3 separate regions of the Sus scrofa genome follow, and all the other regions are linked to region 3. Evidence: chromatin contacts called from public HiChIP or PLAC-seq data. All regions are on one chromosome and are shown on one strand. Each heading gives the region's core, a stretch centred on a gene start, on an enhancer-like site or on the middle of the called end of the contact. The rest is flanking DNA. Distances are from core to core; before and after follow the strand shown.

Region 1 (4,268 bases), core at 514-3,013, 180 kb before region 3:
AGGATAGTGGTTATCCTGGGAGTGGCGGTCGGAGCACTAGAAGGGGACAAAGGAGGATTTGAGTAACCAGTGATACTGTTTCTTCATGTGCATATGGGAAAATGGAAGTTTCCAGTTTATAGAAATTTCAGCAAGTTTGGGATGTCTGTGCTGATATTTATGTATAGGGATATATTCATTGATTTATTTGTTATGCATTTAACTATTTGGCTCAAGAGTGAATTGCAACAGGAGTTCCCACTGTAACTCAGTGGGTTGAGAACCTGACTAGTATCCATGTGGATATGGGTTCAATCCCTGGCCTCACTCAGTGGGTTAAGGATCCAGCATTGCCACAAGCTGTGGTATAGGTTGCAGATGTGCCTCGGATCTGGCATTGCTGTGGCTGTGACATGGGCCTGCAGCTGCAGCTCCAGTTTGACCCCTGGCCTGGGAACTTCCATATGCTGCATGTGTGGCTCTAAAAAGTAAAATTAATGAATGAATAAATTAAATTTTTAAAAAAGTAAATTGCAACAAATGTCTTGCTATTTTTTTTTTTTTAATCTTTTGTCTTTTTAGGGCCGCACCCATGGCACATGGAAGTTCCCAGGCTAGGGGTCAAATCAGAGCTGTAGCTACCAGCCTACACCGCAGCCACAGCAACACAGGATCTAAACTGCATCTGCGACCTACACTGTAGCTCACAGCAGCACCATATCCTTAACCCACTGAGCAAGGCCAGGGATAGAACCCACATCTTCCTGGCTACTCATTGGCTTTGTTACCATTGAGCCACGATGGGAACTCTGCTAATTTTTTTACATTTGACTGTTTTCCTATTCTGAGGGACAGGTCTTTCATGAACCAGAATGTCAAGTGGAAGGTTTTGAGGAGTTACTTGCCATCCTCATACTCTCTTACAGTAGCAAAAGGTTTTTGGAAGCTCTGTCATTCCTACCATGAAATTCAGGCTAGAAATGTAATATTAGAAAATTAAATATAGCGAAACATACTTTGTGGTGGGCTTTGCCACTAAAAGTCTCTTTGCCTCTGCCCAAATAGCAATTAGCCGTTCTTTAGAACTTGTTCTTTAAGGGCGTTAACCACATTCTTACCCACATATATGTCACAGATGACTTCTGTTCCCATTACAGTTAGGAAATGGAAAGACCACAGTTGCTTGATCAGGGTTCCTGGAATTCACTTGTCAGTATTAGGGTGTGATGGAGGTGAGAGTCAGTATTATGTGACCGGTGCTCATAAGATATGGTTCTGCTCTTAGAGCTGCTAAAACATTGCTATACAGAATGCCTACCTCATGGCTTCATTGGTTATATGATTTGCACCTTAAATCAGCACAAAGGTAATGCTGGACAGTTAAAGGTAGTGAGTCAGCTGGAAAAGTAGATGCATTTACCCCCCCAACCCCTGCAAAAAAAAATGATGAATTTATCTTAGTTTGCCTAAAAAGTGACTTAAGTTGTGTGCAAAGACCTGCTGCTCTTCTTAGAATCCCATTCATTTCCTTGCCATCTATGGATACAGTAGAACTAGTCTCTTAGTGGGCTACTTGCCCATTTAACTGGGGCAAGTAATGATTTGGTCCAGTCAGTTTATAAAAAGAATGTCAATTTTGGAAGTTCTCACTGAGGTTAGAGAGACCCAGGAATGTCTCTCTGAGGATGTGGATTTGATTCCTGGCCTTGCTCAGTGAGTTAAGGATCTGGCATTGCTGCAAGCTGTGGCATAAGTTGCAAATGCAGCTCAGATCCAGTGTTGCCATAGCTGTGGCATAGGCCAGCAGCTGCAGCTCCAGTCTGACCGCAAGCCAGGAACTTCCATGTACCCCAGCGGTGGCTGTAAAAAAAATTTTTTTAAGTCTCCATTAAGTATGGTATTTGTACCAAAAGGTCGCATCTTTTGAGAAAATCACGTTGGAGGTAAAGAAATTTGGATCTTTGGCAATTCTCTTGTACTTTTAATTTTTTCCACTCACTTTCCCACACTCTGGTTTTCCCTTCCTAGGCAGGCTGACTCTTCATGTGCTTTTTGTACATGTTTTCTTCCAGCTCATCCAGACCAACAAGCTGAAGCACTACCCCAGCATCCACGGAGACTTCAGCAACGACTTCAGACAGCCATGTGTGGTGTTCACAGGACACCCGTCCCTCCGGTTTGGGGATGTGGTCCATTTCATGGAACTCTGGGGAAAATCCAGTCTCAACACCGTCATATTTACAGGTAAATAAACCAACAAACAAGACCCCGCCCTTTCCACTGGGACTGGCCCTGAACACCTGGTAGGATGTACCTATCAGGTAGAAACCCTGGGAGGATTTTGATGGTAAAATGTAAATATGAACACCTCTGTCATAAATACCAAAGGATAAGAAGACCAGAAGGGAAAGGGTAAGAGCCAAGCAAGACGCTCTGTTATTAGATCACTGCACGCTGGACGGAACGTTCACATCTGTTTTTATAGAGAGATTTCTGGTCTAGAACTGCTTTTGATAGGATTTTGTAAGCTGTCTGAGACCTACAGCGATTTAGTAACCAGCCTTGTTTTATCCTTTTGGAACTACTTCCTTTGGTTACAGTTTACTCTGGCTTACAGTTTTTCTTACGGAGATGAATCCCTCAGAATAACACTCATCCTTTAATGAGGGCAAGTTAGGGATTTTACTTAATCACTCTCTTGGTTTGTCAGTTCAAGGTCTTCAGCCTTGGGATTTGAAATTCTCATGAGCAATGAAGTAAAAAACCTTGATCTAGGAGTTCTTTTGTGGCACAGCAAGTGAGGGACCAGGCTCGAGGTGCTGCTGTGGTGTGGGTTTGATCCTGGCCCTGGAACATCCGCGTGTTGCGAGTGCGGCCCAAAAATAAACAAACAGACAAACAAAAAAACACCTTGATGTAAAATCTGTTCCAAGTTACTGTACCCTAAGCCTGGTTACTCATGTCTCTGAGCCCTAGTTTCCTCACTGCTGCAAACTGGAATTGTCGGCACATCTCTCTTTGGGCAGCTTTGTGCATCTAGTGGAACATTGCAGGGAAGCACTGTTTACAGTGCCTGGCACAAAAGGCTGTTGAGAGAGTACCAGTTGCCTTTTTAGAGTTTTTAATTACTCTTGAGATGTGAGTGATGGAGGAGAGTCTGGTTATGCCCAAAGCTTCCTGGCCACCAGAAACACACCCTAACTGACTCATTATGGTGAGGTGGCTTTGGAGAAGTGGGAGACATCCCCAGGGCAGGTTCAAAAGAGCTTCTTATGGGTTTGAGCCTCGTGTTAGGTGATTTTTGAAACAGTTCATTGTCTGAGTTGCGGGCCATCAGGATGCAGTTCTCTACTTGGATATCTTTTTTTGTTTGTTTTGTTTTGTTTTGTTTTTGTCTTGTCTAGGGCTGCACCTGCGGCATATGGAGGTTCCCAGGCTAGGGTCCAATCAGAGCTACGCCAGAGCTCACGGCCACACCGAATCCTTAACCCACTGAGCGAGGTCAAGAATCGAACCCGCAACCTCATGGTTCCTAGTGGGATTCTTTAACCACTGTGCCATGACGGGAGCTCCTCTGCTTGGATATCTTAATGATTCTTATCCAAGAGGCAAGAAGAACGGAGCCAGGATAGGGTAGTGTTTGCTTGTTTTGCGGTTTAGACAGTGTTGTGGTTTTGCATTCAGGCATGATCGTGGAGGGCTCTTATTTTTAATCCGTCATTGTCACTGAGTGGCTATATCTGAGGTCAGCACTGTGTGAGGTTATTTATGTCTAGTAGGGGGACACCATGGCCTGGCCATGAGTGTGGGAACGTTCAGAAGAGCAGCTCCTGGGGAGTCCCCTTTGTGGCGCAGTAGAAACAAATCCGACTAATATCCACGAGGATGCGGGTTCAATCCCTGGCCTCACTCAGTGGGTCAGAGATCCAGTGTGGCTGTTGCTGTGGTGTAGGCCAGCAGCTGGAGCTCCAATTCGACCCCTAGCCTAGGAACTTCCGTATGCCACAAGTGCGGCCCTAAAAAGCAAAAAAAAAAAAAAAAAAAAAAAAAAAAAGAAGAGCAGCTGCTGTGTGCTGCTGTTCACCCTCCCAGGCCCCCTTTTAGCCAAAGGCAGAGGAAGTCAGACCACAAGTCATTGATTTATGATACCCAGGACCTCACCATTGCCAAGTTCAGCCAAGCAGGAAGTTACCTGGAGAAAGTTGTCTATAGTAGGACCAAGGGGGTCTCTCTCCTGTTCTTTTTGAGGAGCTGCAGGCTCTGATGTGACAGTGGGTACAATATTACAG
Region 2 (4,343 bases), core at 735-3,234, 130 kb before region 3:
TGTCTGGACTCTGCTGTGTACCACTGGTTTATCTGTCAAGCCCTGTGCCAATATTACCTGGTCCTAATCATGTATTTTATGACTCTGTCATGATTTCTGATGAGGCAAGTTCCCATCTTCTTCACTAGCGTCTTGGCTTTTCTCGTCTTTTACCTTTTAATACAAATTTGAGGATCTGTCTGTCAAGTTCCAAACCAAATTAAACCAAATCAAGTATCTTAACAGGATTTTGATTAGAATAACACTGACATTTTGATTTGGGGAAAACCAGTATCTTGATGATATGAATGTGGATGTGGTCTCTATTTCCATTTATTTAACCTTATCTTACTATGGACTTGAATGAGGATCTTCTTTAACTTTTTTCCCCCCAGAAACCTCTACATACACACTCGTGACATGTAGAGGTTCCTGGGCCAGAGATCAATTCGTGCTGCATTTGTAACCTGTGCACAGCTCTGGCAATGCTGGACTCTTAACCTGCTGCACCACAGGGGAACTTCCTTGAATGGGGATCTTTCATGATTAAGTGTAATGTTTGCTGTAGTATTCATGCTTTCAATGGTCTGGAAATTCTCATATTTTTCAAGATTGCCCATCCTTGATTTTGTGTTAAGACTTTCTCCTTATAGCCTCCATGTCTCTTAACTGCTCTTATTTTTCCATCTCCTTATAACTCAATACTTCATCAGAAATTTCTTCAGATTTACCTTCAAGATCATTAATTTTTTTCTTTAGCTATATCTTATCTTTTTATCCCATTCACAGAGATTTTCATTTTAATAACTATAATTTTCATTTCCAATTGTTCTATTTAGGTCTTTCAAATTTACTTGTTCTTTTTTCTTTATGAATATGACTATCTTTTCCTGAATAATTTTAAAGTTATTTTTATTATTATAAATTAAGAAAAAAAAATTGAATGGCCCATCATGTTCACTGTGGCTAAAAAGCAATCATCACATACAGCCAATATCGGCCATCAAAAGTCAAGTCTTTGGAGGAGTTCCCATCGTGGCACAGCAGAAACAAATCCAACTAGTACCCATGAGGATGGGAGTTCGATCCCCAGCCTCATTCAGTGGGTTAAGGATCCAGCATTGCCGTGAACTGTGGTACAGGCCGCAGGCAGAAGTCAGATGTAGCATTGCTATGACTGTGGTGTAGGCCAGCAGCTACAGCTCTGATTCGACCCCTAGACTGGGAACCTCCATTTGCCGAGGGTGCGGCCCTAAAAAGACAAAAAAAGAAAAAAGAAAAGAAAAAAAAAAAAAAAAGAAGAAGAAGCCAGATTTCTGGAGCTGAAATTGAGGAAGGATCATAATCACAGGCCAGGGCTCCCAGGGACAGTCACCTCAGAGCCAAAACGCTGAGGAAGTCATAACCCTCACAGAACCACCAGTCCCCTTCTTTGCCTCCTGCTCACCAGCAGCTCTGTAGAGCCCTTTTGGTTTACAGTCAACAACCAGTGACTTACTACTCTTCCCACAGCTTTCACAGAAGCAGGAGACGGATGTCAACAATTTAATTAAACAGCATCTACATCAAGTATTCTCCCTGTACCTAAAAATCTTCCTCATCTCGGATGCCAGCACTCAACCTCCGGGGGAAACACCCCCTAACCTGCAAATGACTCCACTGTGGCACAAAGAAGTTATTTTATACTGTTGTTTTCACTGAAGCAGTAGTTTCCAAATAAGTATTTTTAATTATGTAACTCATCAGTAAAAAACTTTGAGACTGCAAACCCCAGTGTATGTAGTTAAATATATGTTTATACTTTACATAATAAAACATACAAAAATTAAGAAGAATAAAGTAACAACTATACTATAAACTGAAGTGTGAACATTTACTTAAGCAGTATCATGAGTATTTCACATGGGAACATTCCGGGTAACTCAGTTGGACTAAGAGAGGTTATGCTCAGTAATGCTAAGGAAAATCCCTAATAGATATTGAGAACTTACGCAACATTAGTATTAAGGCACTTACTTATGAATCCTCTCTCTGCTTCCTTATGCCCTAAGCTATCTATCTTCTCAATGTTTTCTTGGTGACTTTTGCGGGGGCGGGGGGGGGGGTGCTGACCACAGCATATGGAGTTCCCAGGCCAGGGATCAGAGCCAAGCCACAGTTGTGACCTAAGCCGCAGCTGTGGCAATGCTGGAGCCTTAACCCACTGTGCCAGGCCAGGAATCGAACCTGTGACCCAGCACTCTCAAGATGCTGATCCCATTGCGCCACAGTGGGAACTCCTCTTTGTAACTTTTTAATCCTTTATTCTGTATGAAACCTATTTACATTCTGTATTTTTCTCTTCCTCAAGAAGATAACAGTACATTATTCAAACAATAATATGAAATTAACTCCCTGTTGTTTATTTAGTCAATACTGTTAGGATATTAACACTATTAAAATACTGCTATCATATAAAACAGTCATACCTTCCTAATTATAACAAGGGAAGGGACAGTGAAAAGTTGAAGTATTTAAAGCAAAAAATAATTACTATTTTATTACATAAAATAGTATGTATCTGATAATACTAAAAGTAGGTAAATTAATGAAAATAATTAGTTCAAACTGGTTCTATAATATGAAGTAAACAAATGGACTCAATTTGAAGGAATTAACTCAGAATTTGAAAATAGGCTCAATTTATTGAGCTTTTGATTTTAAAAAGTCATCCTGATTTTGATTTGAACTCTCCTTATATTTCCAAAAGATCAAGAAAATTCACAGAGGATACTTATTCAAGTTTTCACTTGGGAAATTTGTACGATGTATATACCATGTACACATTATTTCCATCTTACTCTCTACACTGAAGAGACATTTAACTAATGAAACACTGGCCTAATAATAACAAACACACTTCAATGATGATGAAAAATTCATCATGTCTGTGAGTACTTCAGGTGACTGATGGTATTATTAGGTACCTAATTACTCAGATACTTTAAGTTTTCATGGATAATGTCTTCTGATCTACTAGGGAGGTATAAACAGAAAGTATGTATCTTGGCTGAAGTCCAGTCCGTGACTACACAAGAAAGGATATATAAAAAATAGAAAATTGTACCCATCATTAATTTCTAAGACTCTTGCCTCCCTACCTTAAAGTTTCCAAAGAAGTGTACTTTTCATTGTTTAGTATCAGATCTACCACTGTATCTGGAAAGCATGCTTTTTTATATAAAAATATCATTATCATTCACAGTTAAACCCACACAATTTGGTGTATTATTTTGCTAATTATTCTTTTGTGAGGCTTTAGCAGAAGGCTAAGAAATCAAAGAAACCATGGGGAAATCAGGAGTTAAGTTATAACCCTGAGCCACACTTGGGAAAAGGTTGGAATGGGAATAAAGAATGCATAAGGCTCCAAAGCTTTTCTGTTTTCCTCTGTTAGGCTTTGTTGCATGGACACCACTCTTGCTTACCACTAAGATATAGTTTATCATTATTAATACAAGCTAGTGGTTACTCAGTCTAGAGCTTACTTTCAAAATGTAAGAAGAATGAAATATGCACCCAATTATTATTTACTCATAACATTCATAACACCCATGCAGGTAAATTTATTATTTTATAAAATTAAATAATACGCCTTTTTGACAATAACCTAAAGATATCAGGTGTGAATCTATAACAAATAGTGACAGCATAATCATAATTCTATTAATTTGGTTTTGGTTTTTTGTTTTGTTTTGTTTTTTCTTTTTTTAGCCAATCTGCGGCAAATGGAGTTCCAGGGCCAGGGATCAGATCCGAGACACAGTTGCTACCGAGGCCGCAGCTATAGCAAGGCCAGATCCTTTAACCCACTGTACCTGAGATCGAACCTGCGTCCTGGTGCTGCAGAGATGCTGCAGCTCCCCTTGAGCAGTAGCAAGAACTCCAAATACTATTAATTTGAAGCGACAGATTCTTTTTTTTTTTTTTTTTAATTTTCCCACTGTACAGCAAGGGGATCAAGTTATCCTTACATGTATACATTACAATTACAGATTCTTTAGTACTAATTGTTACAAGGCCTTTACCAGCCCTACCCTAACCCTTACCACAAGAGCTTTCACTTGCCTGAATCTGCAGCAGTGACAGAGAAGGTAATGGAACTGGTCTTTCTGTGTACTTAGTATGAAATTAGTATATTCTTCTGGTCAAATCTATTTTGCAACTCAAAAACAGAATTCAAATCTCTAGAATTCTGAGGGTACTTCTCCTCTTGAGTAAAGACCTTACAAAATAGTTATGTGCCAGGCACTACCCTCAGAGCTTTACACGCCTTAACTCAGAAATTCTAAAATTTTTTTGTCATGGATACCACCCTCAGTCTG
Region 3 (4,133 bases), core at 929-3,428:
ATATCTAGTCACTTATGATGGAGCATGATAATGTGAGAAAAAAGAATCTATACATACATGTTTGTGTAACTGGGTCACCATGCTGTACAGTAGAAAATTGACAGAACACTGTAAACCAGCTATAATGAAAAAAATATAAAAATCAGCATATAAAAAGTAAACTGTTTTCATAAACATACATTTTCTTTTCTTTTCTTTTCTTTTTTAGGGCCACACCTATGGTATATGGAAGCTCCCAGGCTAGGGGTTGAACTGGAGCTGCAGCAGCCAGCCTACGCCATGGCCACAACAATGCCACATCTGAGCTATGTCTGCAACCTACACCACGGCCCCGATCCTTAACCCAATGAGTGATGCCAGGGATCGAACCCACACCTTCAAGGATACTAGTGGGTTTTTAACCTGCTGCACCACAACGGGAACTCCTAATGGTACATCTTAAAGTAACTAAGACATGGTCTGTGCCTGTTGGTGATGTTAAATTTGATATACATGACCATTCCACTGTGTGAATATATCACAATCTATCCATTTTGCTGTTGATGAGCATTTGGTTATTTCTAGTTTTTTTTTTTTTTTTTTTTTTTAATGGCCACACCTGTAACATATGTAAGTTCCTGGGCCAGGGATTGAATCTGAGAGAAAGAAGCCAAACACACAAATATCTACCTATCTATTTATCTGTCTATCATCTATCTCTCTGTGTGTACACATCAAACAAGCAAGGCTAATATACAGTGATAGAATCTGGAAGTTCTTACCTTTGGGGAGATACTGATTGGGAGGGGGCGGAAACATCCTACATCTCAACTTGGTTTGTGGTTACACGGCCCTAAAATACATGTAAAAAGTTCTGACTGATGCAATTTACTCTTCATAAGTTATACCTAAACCTCAATCTAAAAGTACGAAAATATATTAAAGTTAAAAAGTAATTCGGTAACCGGTGAATTACCACACATTCCAGAACAGAAAACAAGCGGTGCTCTGTCCCTCTCCCCCGCATCCTAATTTAGCTTGCTCCTTGTGTGTCTGTGCCAGGCATACGGCATACGGGGGTGCTGTTAGCATATGACGTGGGGGAGACGTGCAAAGCAAGCAGACAGCCAGGCAGATGGGAACACGCTCACCTTGTGAGGGGAGGGGATCCGGACCTTCTTCAGCAGCTTCCTCGGCTGCGGATGGAGAAGAGACACAGATGCCTGAGAAAGATGGTGGAACTAGCAGTTTCTCTGTAACTCCTTTCCCCGATTTCACCCTCCCGCTCTACCTCATGGTCAAGGAAAACTCAAAGCGCTAACACCCAGGCTTTAACTTCTACCGATGTGATTCACTTTGGTCACGTGGTGAGGACCCATCAATCCTCTCCTCTTCCTTTCCCTCTTCCTCACCTATTTCATCCTTTTCTCCTAGCATCATTCTCCGTGCCCGCCTCCCACTGTTTCTTCATCTTCCTACTTCTTTTCCTGTCCCCCCCCCTCTGTGTAATTCCCTCTCTCCCCCATCTGCCCACTCATGTCTTTCCTCTAGCAAGTGGGAGAAACAGCTAACGATTTTCTACAGCATTCCGAATGATTTCATTTTAAAAAGGAATTTGGAAACGGCTAGGTTTTGTTTTGCAAAACAGCTTTTCCGTTCATTTAGACGCACGTGGACATGAGCACATGGAGATTTGATTTTTCAATTAGCTGTTAATCTAAAAGTTATAAAACAAACCTGTTGGAGTCATACCGTGGTGGGCTTGCTTTCCTTTCTCCCTTCCCCCTCCCCGAGGAAAACAATTTCCAGCAACATTATTATTAAGGACTGAAAAGATGTACTTAAGGTGAAAGTCACATAAAATTTCTAAATGACCTCAATTTATGTGCACAATTACTGACAAAGTGCCTAGTGGTGGAAAAACAGGGACGAGAGATTTCCTTCATTGAGAGCTTATGATGCTCAGAGAGAAGAGTGGATGGGTGGGGGTGTGCATGGAGGGAGGGGGCAGGGAGAAAGGAAAAGGCTGGAGACCTGAAAGGCATGTGGACGGAGACCGGGCAGGAGAGACAAAATGGAATCAGGGCTGGACTACCCACTAGCCTTCCAACCCGAGGTCTTTAACAGCCTATTCAGTATTGGAAAGCGGGGCGAGAGCTGCCTGGTCAAGGTGGAGTCGGGGTGCAGGGAGAGGAAGGGAAGGACGCCCTCTGGTGGCATCGACTCGCCTTTCCTCTGCTGTCCCGAAGCACTCCGCTAACCGTGCAATCCACTTCTGGACACCCGAACACTGAATTAACAAGACCCTCCCCTACACTCCAGAAGGCCGACGAGGAGCCAAAGTTTATAACTCTACCCCACTGCCAGCAGCCCATCTACTATTGTCTACAGCTTTTTACACGACTCTCCCCAAGAGAAAGTGCTGGAAATAAAACATTCTCCACTTCACTACGTTTCCAGCAAGGTATGGGCACTCTTCAGAGGTTGATGTTTGTGCAACTACTATCCGCCCCACCTTTGACTCAGCTCTGCAGGGAGTTAGTGTGGGACCGTTTAGAAAATTCACCATAGGAACATGGAAAAAATCATACCATTTAACCTGATTCTCAGTTCCCAAATCTTAACAATTAGGAATGATAATACCTACCACCCACGTCTGTTTGGAGGGTTAAATGAGATGCAGTGCCTGGCAGGCGGTAGATCAGCTCAGGGAAGGTTGGTTCTTTTCCATTTCCATCCCACTCCACGCTCATGCCACCACCATTAAAAAAGATGAGTTGGGGAGTTCCTGTCATGGCGCGGTGGTTAACGAATCCAACTAAGAACCATGAGGTTTCGGGTTTGATCCCTGGCCTTGCTCAGTGGGTTAAGGATCCAGCATTGCAGTGAGCTGTGGTGTAGGTTGCAGATGCGGCTCGGATCCCGCGTTGCTGTGGCTGCGGTGTAGGCCGGCAGCTACAGCTCTGATTCGACCCCTAGCCTGGGAACCTCCACATGCTGGGAGAGCAGCCCAAGAAATGGCAAAAAGACAAAAAAAAAAAAAAAAAAAAAGATGAGTTGGGGAGTTCCCTGGTGGTGCAGTGGGTTAGGGACCTGGCATCACTGCTGTGGCCAGGGTGGCTGCTGGAGCACAGGTTTGAGGCCTGGCCCTGGAACTTCTGCATGCCAGTGGGGGTGGACAAAAAGGAAAAAAAAAAAAAAAAAGATGAGTTGGTAAGTTTATTTCCTCAGACCACTGGAAGGAAATCAAAATAAACCAGTTCGTGTGGGCAGGACTGACTTGGTTCTCAGCTCCTGGGCTCTCAATAACTACCTCTTTGCTTAGGTTTGTGACAGTTTGGTGAAGCTGCTTTGATGAAGTAGCATCTTGATGTGGCCTAAAATGCCATCATGGCTGTTCATCTTCAGAAACATTCCCATCCCCAGATGGATGTCAGTTTCGCAAGTTACCTAGGAACAAAGCACAAGTGCAACCTAAGCGTGCCACATTTTCACAATCATGCTCACTATACGCTAGACTATTATGCTAAGCACTTAAAAAGAATTATTGGGTGTCCCCATTGTGGCTCAGTGGAAACAAATCTGACTAGCATCCATGAGGACACAGGTTTGATCCCTGGCCCCACTCAAATGATTCAGGTTAAGGATCCAGTGTTGCCATGAGCTGTGGTGTAGGCTGCAGACACGGCTTGGATCTGGCATTCCTGGGCCTGTGGCATAGCCTGGCAACTACTGCTCTGATTGGACCCCTGGCCTGGGAACCTCCATATGCCAAGGGTGCAGCCCTAAAGAGACAAAAAGAGAAAAAAAAATTTTATTTAAATGCAGTTGACTTACAATGTTGTGTTAGTTTCAGGTGATTCAGTTATATATATATTGTATATTATATATATATTATATAAAACATATATTTCTTTTTCTTTACATTCCCTTCCATTATAGGTTATTACAAAATACTGAGTATAGTTCCCTGTGCTATGAGTAGGTCCTTGTTGGTTATCTATTTTGCATATAGTAGTGTATATATATTTTCTCTCTCTCTCTTTTTTTTTTTTTTTTTTTTTTTTTTTTTTGTCTTTTTCAGGGCTGAACCTGCAGCATATGGAGGTTTCCAGGCTAGGGGTCTAATCGGAGCTGTTGCTGCTGGCCTATGC

The links. HiChIP or PLAC-seq counts read pairs in DNA pulled down with a chosen protein or histone mark.
Region 1: a contact with region 3 is called in an H3K27ac HiChIP or PLAC-seq map of alveolar macrophages. The contact joins two enhancer-like sites. A contact is called at or near these places in 9 of 47 Hi-C or Micro-C datasets (blood, brain, embryonic fibroblasts and 4 more) and 1 of 2 datasets of contacts at active chromatin or transcription factors (alveolar macrophages).
Region 2: an H3K27ac HiChIP or PLAC-seq map of alveolar macrophages shows a contact between it and region 3. The contact joins two enhancer-like sites. A contact is called at or near these places in 2 of 47 Hi-C or Micro-C datasets (embryonic fibroblasts and subcutaneous adipose tissue) and 1 of 2 datasets of contacts at active chromatin or transcription factors (alveolar macrophages).

Annotation. Positions count from the first base shown.
Region 1 is chr14:12,592,171-12,596,438 of Sscrofa11.1, reverse strand. INTS9 (integrator complex subunit 9) reads left to right here. Exons shown (of 17, transcript XM_001928998.7): 12 at 2,052-2,223. Among named protein-coding and RNA genes, the nearest start is that of INTS9, 98 kb to the left of the region's middle. Within about 2 kb of position 1,763, at least 1 of the 83 cell types and tissues checked has an H3K27ac peak or open chromatin away from gene starts, as enhancers often do. A contact at or near this core is called in alveolar macrophages, where this site is marked.
Region 2 is chr14:12,547,247-12,551,589 of Sscrofa11.1, reverse strand. All of the region lies in intron 6 of EXTL3 (exostosin-like 3), which reads right to left. Among named protein-coding and RNA genes, the nearest start is that of EXTL3, 110 kb to the right of the region's middle. Within about 2 kb of position 1,984, at least 1 of the 83 cell types and tissues checked has an H3K27ac peak or open chromatin away from gene starts, as enhancers often do. A contact at or near this core is called in alveolar macrophages, where this site is marked.
Region 3 is chr14:12,416,601-12,420,733 of Sscrofa11.1, reverse strand. No RefSeq gene overlaps it. Among named protein-coding and RNA genes, the nearest start is that of EXTL3, 19 kb to the left of the region's middle. Within about 2 kb of position 2,178, at least 7 of the 83 cell types and tissues checked have an H3K27ac peak or open chromatin away from gene starts, as enhancers often do. A contact at or near this core is called in alveolar macrophages, where this site is marked.